Linked DNA regions of Mus musculus: region 2 is linked to region 1. Evidence: chromatin contacts called from public ChIA-PET data. All regions are on one chromosome and are shown on one strand. Each heading gives the region's core, a stretch centred on a gene start, on an enhancer-like site or on the middle of the called end of the contact. The rest is flanking DNA. Distances are from core to core; before and after follow the strand shown. Region 1 has its middle 15 kb from the start of Lpcat4. Region 2 holds the start of Slc12a6 (solute carrier family 12, member 6).

Region 1 (6,620 bases), core at 492-2,991:
AAGTGAGGGAAGAAAGAAGTCTAGTTCAACATGACTCAGCAGCCAGTGTTGGTTCAACATCAAGAGTTTGCCACTGGGAAGTTTATTTTAAGATAGTTAAGTACAGCACAGTTGGGGGGGGGGGTGCGGTTTTCTGTTGATAATTAACTCAATCCCAGATGCACAATAAAGCTTCTGGTAGGACTACATCAAAACTCTCTGTAAAGTACATGCGACATCTTCCATAAAGATGGGTTCTATAGATTGATAATATGTGACTTCTTAAAGGTCTTGAGGAGGCTCTGGTGTGGTTTCGGTCATACAGATAGTACAAAGGTCACCAAGCTAGTAACCACCTCCATTCCCAGCTTTCTGGGCATAAAACAAGTTCTACAATTCTCCTTTTGAAGAGACGGCCCTGTGTGTTTAACATTCCTGTTTTCCCTAGTGCTTATCTATGAGCACAAGGATGTCCATGTCTCCTACAAGAAAAGACAACAGCTGGGAATGAGAGAGCTTCTTCCTTATCATGTCCTCTTACTTTAGGCTCCTGTAGGTGTGAGATGCTGAAGGGAGGAAAACGAAGATGGGCGTTAATTAGAGCTAAGCAGGAGACATGAATTACGATCTCAGTTGGTTTCATTGTTCAAAAGGAAGAAATTTGGGGGAAAATTTAAAGAACCAATGAAAGATATCACTATCACTAGCCACTAGAGAAATGCAAATAAGATCACAAAGCAGAAACAACAACAACAACAACAACTACTACTACTACTACTACTACTACTACTACTACTACTACCTGCTATAGCAGATAACATAGAAATGAACAGGCTGGGGACCTGGCTCTGTGAGTAAAGTGTCTGCTTCACACGCATGAGGAATCTCATTTCAGATCCCCATCATCCACATAAAACCTTGGTTGGTGGCCCACGTCTTTAACCCCAGCTACAGGCAGAGCCCCAGAGTTCACTGACAAACAAGTCTAGCTAAGAAATGGTGCAATGCAGGTACTGGAAATGGACATTTTCTCAAAAGATGAGATGGACAGAGATATCTCGAGGTCCACCTCTGGTCTCTACATGCACAGATGTACATACCCATACCCATAAATCAATCAATTGATTGATTAATAGTACAGAAATCCAATACCAAATGCTGGCAAAAATGTGGAACAACTGGATGGTTGTGGGTGGTAACAGAAAAGATTGACCACAGTTTGACAGTTTCTTATAAAACTAAACATACCAATCCCAGTTATTTGGAAGGCTGAGTCAGGAGGATCACAAGTTCAAGGCCAGCCTGATCTGATAGTAAGTTTGAGTCTGACCTGTACTACACAATACAGGGCCTGTCTCAAAGTAACAGAAAACTAAGTAAAAACAACAAAAGCTAGCAATTATTTCCCTGGTACAAAGACTAAAGAAGTGAAATTTTACAAAAGCCTATATACAAGCACCCTGGCTTTAGAATCACTAAAACCTGGCAACAATCAACATGCCTATTAATCTATGCATGGTTAAATAAACTGGTAAATCCATTTTGTGGAATACTAAATGGTAATTTAAAAAAAATAGAAATGCAGTACTGAAGCACACAGCTCTGGAGAGCACTCCATTAAATGAAAAACAAGTCAAGAGACATATCTGTATGATGGATCTATTCACACAACACTTTTAGTTGATGTGTGAACTCGGTGATGGAAAGAAGACTAACCCAGCTCGTGGCTGCCAGGATTAAGTGTCGTGGGAGGGGAAGACATCTGTGACCACAGAGAGGAAGCACAAAGAGATCTTTGAAAACACAGATAACTCTGCATCCTGACTGAGGTGGGACTGGAAAAATATAAATAAGAACAAATAGACAACTTAGAAGGTAGATTAAAACAACAACAACAAACCGGTTGTTCTACCAGCCAACATTACTAACTCGGAATCTACTCTACAATGTTTTTATTTAAAAGTTTTTATTATTATGGTACTGGAAGGTTGGCTCAACAATTAAGAGTGTACACTGCTATTGCAGAGGACCCAAGTTCGAGTCAATGGGCTCCCAAGTTCACACGTGTGCTAAAATAACAAAGAACCATACACAGAATCCATCAAAGCTGGTTTCCTGGTTTTACTGTGGTACTGTAGTTATAAAAGACGTAGCCCTTAGAGAATACTGAGGCTACACAGTTATTCGGTGTGTTAAATTTTACTTTGAACTTTTTCAAATGTAAAAAGATACATTCGAAAGTGACAGAATACCGACTAGCAAGACGGGTCAGTGGTTAAGGTCGATTGCTGCCAAGACTGAAGATCTGAGTTCAATCCTTGGGATTCGTGTGGAAGAAGAGAATGGATTCTCACAAGCTGTCCTCTGGCCTGTATAAGCATGTCACTGGTACACCCAGAGAATAAGTAAATGAAAAGTAAGAGTTGCTGTTTTAGTGTGTGAGTGTGAGTGTGTGTGAGTGTGTGTGTGTGTGTGTGTGTGAGTGTATGTGTGAGTGTGTGTGTGTGTGGGTGTGTGTGGGTGTGTGTGGGTGTGTGAGTGTGTGTGTGGGTGTATGTGTGTGTGAGTGTGTGTGTGTGTGTGTGTGTGTGTGTGTGTGTGTGTGTTGGTGCACATGTATGTGAGTGCTGGCACTGCAGAAGTCGGAGGCATCAGGTCCCTCTGAAATTTGTGGGACTGACAATGGTCGTGAACAGTCAACATGGGATCTGGGTCTTGAACTCAGGTTCTCTGCAATCGCTGTAAGCACTTTACAGAGCCGTCTCTCTGGCCACATAAAGACAAAAACTTTTTAATCAAAAGTATTTGTGGCTGGGTGTGGTGCTGCACGCCTTTAATCCCAGCACTTGGGAGGCAGAGGCAGGTGGATTTCTGAGTTCGAGGCCAGCCTGGTCTACAGAGTGAGTTCCAGGACAGCCAGGGCTATACAGAGAAACCCTGTCTCGGAAAAAAAAAAAAAAAGTATTTGTGAGTAGACTATGTCTCAGAAATATTGTTTTTTAGAACAAGTGTTTCTTTTTAAATGCACCTCAACTTACTTACTTGTCCTTATTTATATTTTCCTTGGTTCTAATTTTTGTATATTACTTATATTATTTGTTCTGATTGGGAGCAAATAAATAATTTTTGTAAAATATGGCATGAAAATCAATAAATATAACTTATCTTCCAATGAATAATCATGATGCAATCACTTGATGCCAGGTACCATGCTAAGCCAGATGAACACAATTAGTGTTCAAACACGTCTCTGCATTGGCTTGTCCACATCCTACACTGGCAACACTAATTCTCCTGGCTAAACACACGCTCCCAGATCTAGCTCTTTCCTGTGCTCTGCTGTTTGTTCTTGGATCTTTCACCAAAACACAAATAGCAGTTTCTGAAATAAAGGATATGAAGCAGAGCTCTTCAACCACTAGAAAACAGAAACCCTTAGGACAAAGAAGTCGTGGGTGGGACTGGCTTCAGAGGCAGCTGAAATTAGACAGGGGTGTGAGGGAGGGTGGGCGGGTGCCTGCCTCAGGCAAAGGAGCTACTGAACAACACTCCCACCAACAGGGCTGCAGTGCCAAAGTCAAGGCTGTTTATTTTGAACATCCTTCACTGCAGCCACACAAATTCATAGCATTATCCCTAGGAAAGATTAGTGCGCATCCAAAGAATGCCAAAAGACAACAGCGGTGCTTCTTAAAAAATAGGAAATACCCTATGTCCTTTCCTGTTCTAGGATTTTCCAAGGTTCACTGCAAATGGAAAACTCAGTAGTCAGGGAAAGTGATTAGTGACTATAATTCCAGGCCTCTGGTTTGAGGAGACAAAGGATGGTGAAGAATTTACAAGTTACTGCTGCTGAGGCTGCTGTTGTTTAATCTGAGCGCCTCAAACACCAGAAGACAGTGATGAAACAGTTATACCCAGCATACTATATACACTTAGAGCCACAGAGGTGGGATCCCCTCCCCTGTCCAGCTCTCGTGTCCCCTTGTACAGAGGTTCCTCCTTTAAAATTTCAACTCTCATCCCAAGGCCTTGGTAAATATTCTTGAAGGTGTTAAGAAAAAAAATTAACAATTTTTTTTTCCTCCAAACTCAAACTCCTCTAAGAACAGACCTAGAATAAAGGCAGAAAAGGTGTGCTAGCATTAAGACTACAAGGAGAACCCCAACCAGTTTTTTCCCCTAATAAGAATCAAGATGGTTAAGTGAGCATCTTCCATTATAGAGATTTCAAAAAAATAGTTCAACTTAAATATATCAAAAGTGATATGGGGGGAGGAGGCTACAATGCTAACTGCAACCCCCAGGGGCTGACTATCTTTTCCTTGTGTTTATTTCGAGGATAGTGTATGTTACATACGATTCATTTCATATTTTGAACTAAGTAAATAACTAAAAAGTAACAAAATGATTTCTCATGAGAATTCTTTTTTTTGTTATAACTTATCTCTGAAATAAGCAAAAAATACATATGATCCCAAAAGTATATGGGAGACATACTTCTGATTTCCATCCACCTACCACACTGTGATGGTTTGTATATCCTTGGACCAGGGAGTGACACCATCTGAAGGTGTGGCCTTGTTGGAATAGGTGTGAACTGGTTGGAATGGGAGTGTCACTTTGGGTGTGGGTATAAGATCCTCACCCTAATTGCCTGGAAGTCAGTCTTCCACTAGCAGCCTTTGGATGAAGACATAGAACTCTCAGCTCCTCCTGCACCATGCCTGCCTGGATACTGCCATGCTCCCATCTTGATGAGAATGGACTGAACCTCTGAACCTGTAAGCCAGCCCCAATTAAATGTTGTTTTTTATAAGACTTGCCTTGGTCAGGCAAAAGACACCGACAATAAGACAAAAAGGCCACCAACAGATTGGGAAAGGATCTTTACCTATCTTAAATCAGATAGGGGACTAATATCTAATATATATAAAGAACTCAAGAGGGTGGACTCCAGAAAATCAAATAACCCCCTTAAAAGATGGGGCTCAGAGCTAAACAAAGAATTCTCACCTGAGGATTACCGAATGGCTGAGAAGCACCTGAAAAAATGTTCAACATCCTTAATCATCAGAGAAATGCAAATCAAAACAACCCTGAGATTCCATCTCACACCAGTCAGAATGGCCAAGATCAAAAATTCAGGTGACAGCAGATGCTGGCGAGGATGTGGAGAAAGAGGAACACTCCTCCATTGTTGGTGGGATTGCAAGCTTGTACAACCTCTCTGGAAATCAGTCTGGCGGTTCCTCAGAAAATTGGAGATAGTACTACCGGAGGATCCCACAATACCTCTCCTGGGCATATATCCAGAAGATGTCCCAACCGGTAAGAAGGACACATGCTCCACTATGTTCATAGCAGCCTTATTTATCATAGCCAGAACCTGGAAAGAACCCAGATGCCCCTCAACAGAGGAATGGATACAAAAAATGTGGTACATTTACACAATGGAGTACTACTCAGCTATTAAAAAGAATGAATTTGTGAAATTCCTAGGCAAATGGTTAGACCTGGAGGGCATCATCCTGATTGAGGTAACACAATCACAAAAGAACTCAAATGATATGTACTCACTGATAAGTGGATATTAGCCCAGAAACTTAGTATAGCGAGATATAAGGTACAATTTGCAAAACACATGAAACTGAAGAAGAACGAAGACCTAAGTGTGGGCACTTTTCCCCTTCTTAGAATTGGAAACAATCACCCATGGAAGGAGTTACAGAGACAAAGTTTGGAGCTGAGACGAAAGGATGGACCATCTAGAGACTGCCATATCCAGGGATCCATCCCATAATTAGCCTCCAAACGATGACACCATTGCATACACTAGCAAGCGTTTGCTGCAAGGACCGTGATATAGCTGTCTCTTGTGAGACTATGCCAGGGCCTAGCAAACACAGAAGTGGATGCTCACAATCAGCTATTGGATGGATCACAGGGCCCCCATGGAGGAGCTAGAGAAAGTATCCAAGGAGCTAAAGAGATCTGCAACCCTGTAGGTGCAACATTATGAACTAACCAGTACCCCAGAGCTCTTGACTCTAGCTGAATATGTATCAAAAGATAGCCTAGTCGGCCATCACTGGAAAGAGAGGCCCATTGGACAGGCAAACTGTATATGCCCCAGTACAGGGGAACGCCAGGGCCAAAAAATGGGAATGGGTGGGTAGGGGAGTGCGGGGGGAGGGGGGGGACGACTTTTGGGATAGCATTGGAAATGTAATTGATGAAAATACGTAATTAAAAAAAAAAAAGACTTGCCTTGGCCATGATGTCTGTTCACAGCAGTAAAACCCTAACTAAGACACACACACATAGACTTCTCCAAAATCGTTTCTTCTTCCCTGATCTTGAGATTATATTTTGTCATTAACTTGTGTTAGTAATGGGGAAAAAAGGCAGATTTATCTTTTCATATATGCAGGCCATCATATTTTCCTTATATTTGTTCTCCTTCTTTCCCTGGTCCCCTGTTCCTGCCCAGCGGCCACCACCCAAAGAAGGGAAAGGGGGCTTTCACTTAAGTTTACCTAACCCAGTATTAAAATTCGTTCTCTCTCTCTCTCTCTCTCTCTTCCTTCCCTACCTCCCTTCTTCCTTTGCTCCTTCCCTTTCTCCTTTTAATTATTTTA
Region 2 (6,687 bases), core at 3,209-5,708, 44 kb after region 1:
CCCCTTCTGGTCACATGGATATGACTGGAGAAATGGACTACATTTCCCAGGATGCCTTGGAGAGACTTCCGTCCAATCTGGAAGGTTGTTGGCGCACGCGATTGAAGCGGCGCACTCGGAGTAAACGCGGCTGGCGGTAGTACGTGTGTCTTTTTGCTGAGGGCAGTTATGTTTCTCCAATATTACCTCAACGAGCAGGGCGATCGCGTTTATACGCTGAAGGTAAGGGGAGGAGGAAACAGCTATATATCAAAAGGACGAGAAATTTAGATGGGAGGAACAGTTGGAACCGGCCTGCGCAGCCCACTGAGTGGAGCCATGTCGGAGCCAAAACGTGGTAGATAGGCAGTGGCTTCTTTTTCTGACCACGCGATCTCCTGGCCTCAGGTCACCCATTTTCTTGTTTCTTTCTATCACACCACTCATATTGAGATATTTTTTATTTTTCCTTGAGCAGAAATTTGACCCTATGGGACAACAGACTTGCTCCGCCCATCCTGCTCGGTTCTCCCCAGATGACAAATATTCAAGACACCGAATCACCATCAAGAAACGCTTCAAGGTGCTCATGACCCAGCAACCGCGTCCTGTCCTCTGAGGGCTCGTTAATCTTTTACGCTGCTCATGCCTCGGCCTATTATCAGCAACCAAACGCGTCAATCTGTAAGCCTTGAAGCCTTCCCATGCTGTTTGGAATCCTATCTCACTCACCACGTGAATGAGTCTATACTGATGGGCCTCGCCTGTAAAAGGAACAATATTTTTCTTTCTTTTTTTCATGCCAGGTTATTAAAGATATAGTGAACTGAAAGTTCATTTTGTGTGTTGTTGGAGGAAGAGATGGGGGAAGGGTAGTACCGTTGGTAGTACAAGGCCACTTGAGAACATTCGTAAGCCCTCATTGTAGCAATAGAACTGTGTGCCATCGACGATAGGGTGTTGGGGGGAAAAAGGCTGTGAAAGACTCCTACAAAGGTCAGCATTCCCTGGAAAACTACTGTCTAATTGTGGGCCCTTTAAAAAATATTCTGAATTCCTCAAAGAGTAAAAAAAAATGTATGTGTGTTTTAGTATTTTACCGACATGTGTCTATGCCTATATGTGCCAGTAACCATCAAGACCAGAAGAGGGAGTCAGATCCCTGGTGACTAGAGACTGATAGCTAGTCTTTCTGTGACTGCAGGGGATAGACACAGGTCCTCTGGGAAGCACCCCTCTCTCCAGTCCTACCACTACATTTTGAGTTCTGAGATAACAAGTATGCCCAACCCTGGAAGTTTTCTTTTTCTCTCTTTAGACAGAGTCTCTATGTAGAGCTGGCTGCCCTGGACCTCAGGTCTAACTGCCTCTGCCTTTGAACACTATCTTAAAGGTGTGCGCCAGCCTGTGGATGTTTCTTTACCAAGCCAGTGAAATCTGTCTGGTAGGAGATATGTCTTCTTGGTTTTTTTCAGTATTGGATACAATTAATTCTGTCCTTCGATTGCAAAAATAAAACATTAGCATTGTTAGCATTACTTCTATGCCACGAGCTGTGCATACCAAAATAAAGACTTCAACCTGGAGGTAGTACTAGTCACCATGGAGAAAAGGAAACGTGTGACTCTAGCAATGACTTAGACAATCCCCTGGATACACATGGCTTTAGGGAGCTTGATTATGTGTTTGGGGGCAAGAGGAAGAGCTGTCAGAGTGAGCTAGGTAGTGCATATAAATACATGCAAAAAGACTGGCATGTGTCAGAGAGCAGAAATTGCGCAAAATGTCATTGTAAAGTCTGTGAAGTTTGAATGGCCATCAAGGCTGCCTTAGAAAGTAGATTCCTGAGGAGATGGGCTTCTTTTCTTCAAGAACAGTTGTAAGGTTTTTGGTTTGGTTTGGTGTGGGTTTTGGTTTTTCAAGACACAGTACATTTGTAAGGTTTTTGTTTGGTTTGGGTTTTGGTTTTGGTTTTGGTTTTTCGAGACAGGGTTTGTATAGCCCTGGCTGCCCTGGAACTCACTCTGTAGATCAGGCTGACCTCGAACTCAGAAATCTGCCTGCCTCTGCCTCCCAAGTGCTGGGACTAAAGGTGTGCATCACCACTGCCCAGCCATTAGCTAGCTATAGGCTATATTTAAAAATCCAGGCTGTGCATGGTAGCTGATGTCTAATTCTGTCATAGAATGAGGTAGAAGGATCCCTATGAGTTCCAAGCCAGCCTAGGCTATGTAGTTAGTCCTTGTATCAGAAAACTAAAGGGAGCTGAGGGTGTACATAACATAGTAGGTCCAGTGACTTTCTAACATGCACATAGCTTTACAGAAGACTGGGTTTAGTGACCCCATAATTCCAGCACTTGGGAAGTAAAGGCAGGTCAGAAGTTGAAAGTCATCCTCTGCCGGGCAGTGGTGGCGCACACCTTTAGTCCCAGCACTTGGGAGGCAGAGGCAGGTGGATTTCTGAGTTCGAGGCCAGCCTGGTCTACAGAGTGAGTTCCAGGACAGCCAGGGCTATACAGAGAAACCCTGTCTGGAAAAAAAACAAAAGAAAAAAGAAAGTCATCCTCGGCTATATAGTTTGAGGACATCCTGTGCAACATGAACTCATGTTTCACTTTCTCTAAAGAGCAAAAGAGGTATTTTGGCAGCAAAGGTGCTTCACCCACAAGCCTGCAGATCTGGGTTCAGATCCTGGGACCTATAATCAGAAGGACTCATGTATTTGTACACTCAAAATAAATAAGTGTACCAGTTTTCTAACCCTGCCCCCACCCTCACTGATGAGGATAGAATCAAGGGCTTTGGATATGTCAAATACTCAAAGATCTAATACAATTTTACATTTTAACGGGTTTCGTTTTATTTCCAAGCTATCAAACTCGACTGGAAATTGCCATTTGGTCAAAGTGAATTTCCAAGCCCTGGAATTAAGATGGTTTTGATTCATTTTTTTTTTAAACTATAAATCTTTTATGTGTATTTAAGTGCAGTGCCAGCATGGGTCTTATCACCTAGACCTGGAGTTACAGGGCCATGAGAACTGGGAACGGAATTAGGGTTTCCTTCAGAGCAGTAAACGCTGTTAACCACTGAGGGTCTAGCCTCCTGCTCCATTATTAAGTCCACTGATTTGCAACTAGGAGGAAAGGAAAGGTCTCAGGAAAGGCTCCAGTGAGTTTCTGCATTTTGATCAAACTTTCAGAGCGTTTTCAAGTAAAACATGGTTGAACTGAAAGTTATTAAAACACCTTGACGAATTAAATAAACATTCTAGTGTTAATAAAGTGGGTCAAATCCTGGAAATGTTGCAGAGCAGATATCCCAATGTCTTCTCCATGTCTGTATAAGTTCTCTTTAATGGAAATTTAAGCCTGGCTTGCAGTTTCAAAAGGATATGAACAAGAAAGGGGAAAGTAGCCCATAATGATGAACAAGATACAGGTGTCTTAGAAAAGACAACTGAATTTTTACAGAGGTCACATCTAAGGTAACTAGATACCGTAATGGGAGGTTTGGGTGCCATAGAGTTAAGGTTTCCAGAGAGCTTTTAGAGATGACCCTTGCGGTTCGCGGGTCAGTGTTCACTGAGTGCCTCTAAGCAGCATACTGAGTACGTGGAGCACAGGTGAGGAAAAAGCAGCTCGCCACACGCGTTCAGACCCTAGGGCGGACTACAGTTCCCGTCGTGCTCCACGTGAGAGTCGCCGGTCCGCGCAGGCGTGGTGCCCTCTGTCTCCCGCGCTGCATGCTCCGGGCGGGGCTGCTGTTGCCCGGCCGCAGGACGGCGCCGCCCTCTAGCTCCCCAGACTTCTCCGGACGGTTAACCTCGAATGAGGAACGAGAGGGGCGGAAAGGGGAGGGCTGCGGCGGCGCGGGCACAGCCCGCCGCGCCCGGGGCGGGGGGCGGCGAGGTCACGTAACGGCCTCGGGCGTCTGCCGGGGAGGGGGCCTCCTGCGCGCCGCGGCTCCGGAACGGTTAGCGGCTAGTAAACAACAGCTGCGCGCGCACCCGCATCAGCTGGCGCGGGCTCCCGCACCTGCGACCTCCTCCGTAGCCGGGACCAGCCTGCCTGGCCGTCTTCTCCCTCCGCCGAGACCCAAGGAAAGCCGGCGAGAGGCTAACGGGCCCCGGGAGGAAAGCGCGTCCTGTCACACGCAGTGCAAACACGGCGAGCGGTCGTGGGCTTGAGGGACTCGCCACGACCTGCCACGACCCTGCAGTGGGAGCTGCCCTGATCCGCTAGCCGCCGCCTCCAGCTCCTTTGCCAGGACGAGACCTCTGGGAGGCAGGAATCCACTCTGCTTCGGCATCCTCTCGTGGCTCTCCTCTTTCTCCTTCCTGTAGTGTGGGGGTATTTTCCCGTTATGCATGCGCATCTCTCCCACCAGACCCAAGTGGATTATCGACCTCAAAAACATCGGGTGGCTCAGCACACACCTCCTCCCAGCCAGACCTGTGGGGTATTCACCTGATACACAACAGGTGGCTGGTGCACACCTTTGCGCAATCTGATCCACGCTCTTATACGCCTGATAAGGGTGGGCCTGCATGCTCCGTCCTCAGCTAGAACCGTGGGACACTCGGCAGATAAAGGACTAACTACCTCATCCGGACCCTGGGGGTTGAGCAGAGGGAGGCGTCACCAGCTGCTGTGAGATCATGGCACGGAGCCCTCAGCCCTGGACCAGGGGAGATAGCTAGGATTCTGAAAGAACCAAGTTATACAGGATTAGCATCGTTTTGTTCTTATTTTGTTTTCTCGAAAATTATTTTTCAGTTACTGGTGGGGCACTTTATAAAACAGCTGGCTTGAATTCTATACACGGATTCTTAATTGGGCCTTTGTGGGCTGTAAATCAGGGTAATTGAGGGTTTTTGGTTTTTTTTCCCCTTCTATTTTTGCAATCAGAAGTAGCTAGTGTAGGAGGAAGAGTTTTTGTGAGCTTTTCCTTTTTTCTTTGTCAAAAAGGAAAGGGGGGGGAAAATGCATCCACCAGAAGCCACCACCAAGATGTCCTCAGTTCGGTTCATGGTGACACCAACTAAGATTGATGACATTCCAGGTTTGTCAGACACCAGCCCGGACCTCAGCTCTCGGTCTAGTTCTCGAGTAAGATTTAGCTCCCGAGAAAGTGTGCCAGAAACAAGCCGTAGTGAGCCTATGAGCGAACTGTCTGGGGCTACTACTTCTCTGGCAACTGTTGCCCTAGATCCTTCCAGTGACCGGACTTCTAATCCCCAGGATGTTACGGAGGGTAAGTAGAGACTCAGAGAGCCGGGTGTTTCAACCCTTGGGTTGTCCATGTTGGCTAACTACCCTAATTTTATAATCATAAATTAAGGCCCACGTTTCTGTGATGCTTACGAGTGTGGGAATAATAGCGACAGTTAGTAGGTCACTGCAGTAGTCTTTTTGGCGTGGGAAAGTAGCTGGCAAGAGGGCAAGGAAATGTCTATTTTGGTTTCCTTATTTCTGTCTTATTTCTAATTAAAATGACTATTTTTAAAAAATTAAATCTTTTACAACACACAAAAAAAGTTCTAAACTAAAATTTTAATGGGCTGGATATGCGCTTTCTAGAGAGCTTTGGGGCTTTGACTCCTAAGTCAGCGTTTAAGGCAGGTTGTTACATCTTGTGTCTTACTGGATTCTTTTGCAGATTCAGTTGGGTGTCATAAAATTATTTTTTGAAATTTATGTTTTTATAGAGTATTTAAAGTAACTGAATTCACTCAAGGAAGTGGTACTCTCTTGAAAGAATGGAACTTTCGAGAGGGACTTCTCGTGCATGATTCCCACATAATTTCCCTGCTGAGCTTTAGATAACTATTTTGTATATTGTATATTGAGTTTTGTAGTCAGAACCTATAGAAGCCACTTCTGTTCGTATTAACCACTTTCCAGACTTGACCTTGAGCTGACGAGCCTGACTTGAATTAGAAGTTTTCCTTTGATTTAGTGGGAAGAGGTGATGCAAGGAGGAAAGTTACTTTTTCCAGACTCAGTTAAAAAACTTGAGAACTGCCACTTAGTTTTATGCCTCATTCGGACCAGCATAAGTCTTTTTTTTTATTATTTAAGTTTTTCCCTTAAGAATCTTAAAGACTTTTAAAAATTCTATTCTACACAAGTTTGAAAACATGGCTTTAGACAGTGACTTGTTAAAGCAAGGCTATCTTACCATTTCCGGTCTCAGGAAATAGTGTTCCTCCTGACCTTAAGTGTTCCGGAAGCCAGAATAGTTTTAGTTCCTCAAATTTGCTTGTTTTTAATGTCTTGAGAAAGATAGACTTGGTAAAGCTTATAGTTCCAAAATTAACTAATCTTTAGCGAGTCATGTTTCTTTTATGGCAGTAGTATGAGTTAATTCCTAGTCTGACTGCTTTCTGTTGCTTAATAAACCTTACACTGGATTATATACACTATGTTAAAGTATGAGATAAAAGATCATAACTTCCTTTTCTACCATATTTATTTATCTATATATATATATATATATATATTTTGTGACAGGATCTCAAGTAGCTCAGGCTGACCTTGAGTTTTCTATATGGTCAAGGATGAGCTTGACCCTGGCTCTACCTCCCAAGTGTTGGGATTGAAGGCCTTTTTCAACCACACCCAGTTTTGTGGGATGCTGTGGATGGAACTCAAGGCAGGCACTCTGTCAACTGAGCTACATCCCAAGCCAGCACCAAATTACT

Evidence for each region. ChIA-PET counts read pairs in DNA pulled down with a chosen protein or histone mark.
Region 2: an RNA polymerase II ChIA-PET map of effector CD8 T cells shows a contact between it and region 1, with 5 read pairs. The contact joins the promoter of Slc12a6 here to the enhancer-like site in region 1. A contact is called at or near these places in 1 of 39 promoter capture datasets (macrophages), 5 of 15 datasets of contacts at CTCF or cohesin (CD8 T cells, the G1E-ER4 cell line, the NIH/3T3 cell line and 1 more), 38 of 484 Hi-C or Micro-C datasets (the AML12 cell line, CD4 T cells, CD8 T cells and 27 more), 12 of 115 datasets of contacts at active chromatin or transcription factors (CD8 T cells, the HPC-7 cell line, bone marrow-derived dendritic cells and 5 more) and 3 of 9 other capture datasets (adipose tissue, liver and pancreatic islet).

The regions. Positions count from the first base shown.
Region 1 is chr2:112,221,065-112,227,684 of GRCm38.p6, forward strand. No RefSeq gene overlaps it. Among named protein-coding and RNA genes, the nearest start is that of Lpcat4, 15 kb to the right of the region's middle. Within about 2 kb of position 1,742, at least 9 of the 459 cell types and tissues checked have an H3K27ac peak or open chromatin away from gene starts, as enhancers often do. A contact at or near this core is called in Th1 cells and effector CD8 T cells, where this site is marked.
Region 2 is chr2:112,261,856-112,268,542 of GRCm38.p6, forward strand. Slc12a6 (solute carrier family 12, member 6) reads left to right here and starts at 4,459. Exons shown (of 25, transcript NM_133649.2): 1 at 4,459-5,237. The coding sequence starts at 4,967. It overlaps Nop10 (NOP10 ribonucleoprotein), which reads left to right and starts at 71. Exons shown (of 2, transcript NM_025403.4): 1 at 71-222; 2 at 458-1,043. The coding sequence starts at 169. The coding sequence ends at 598.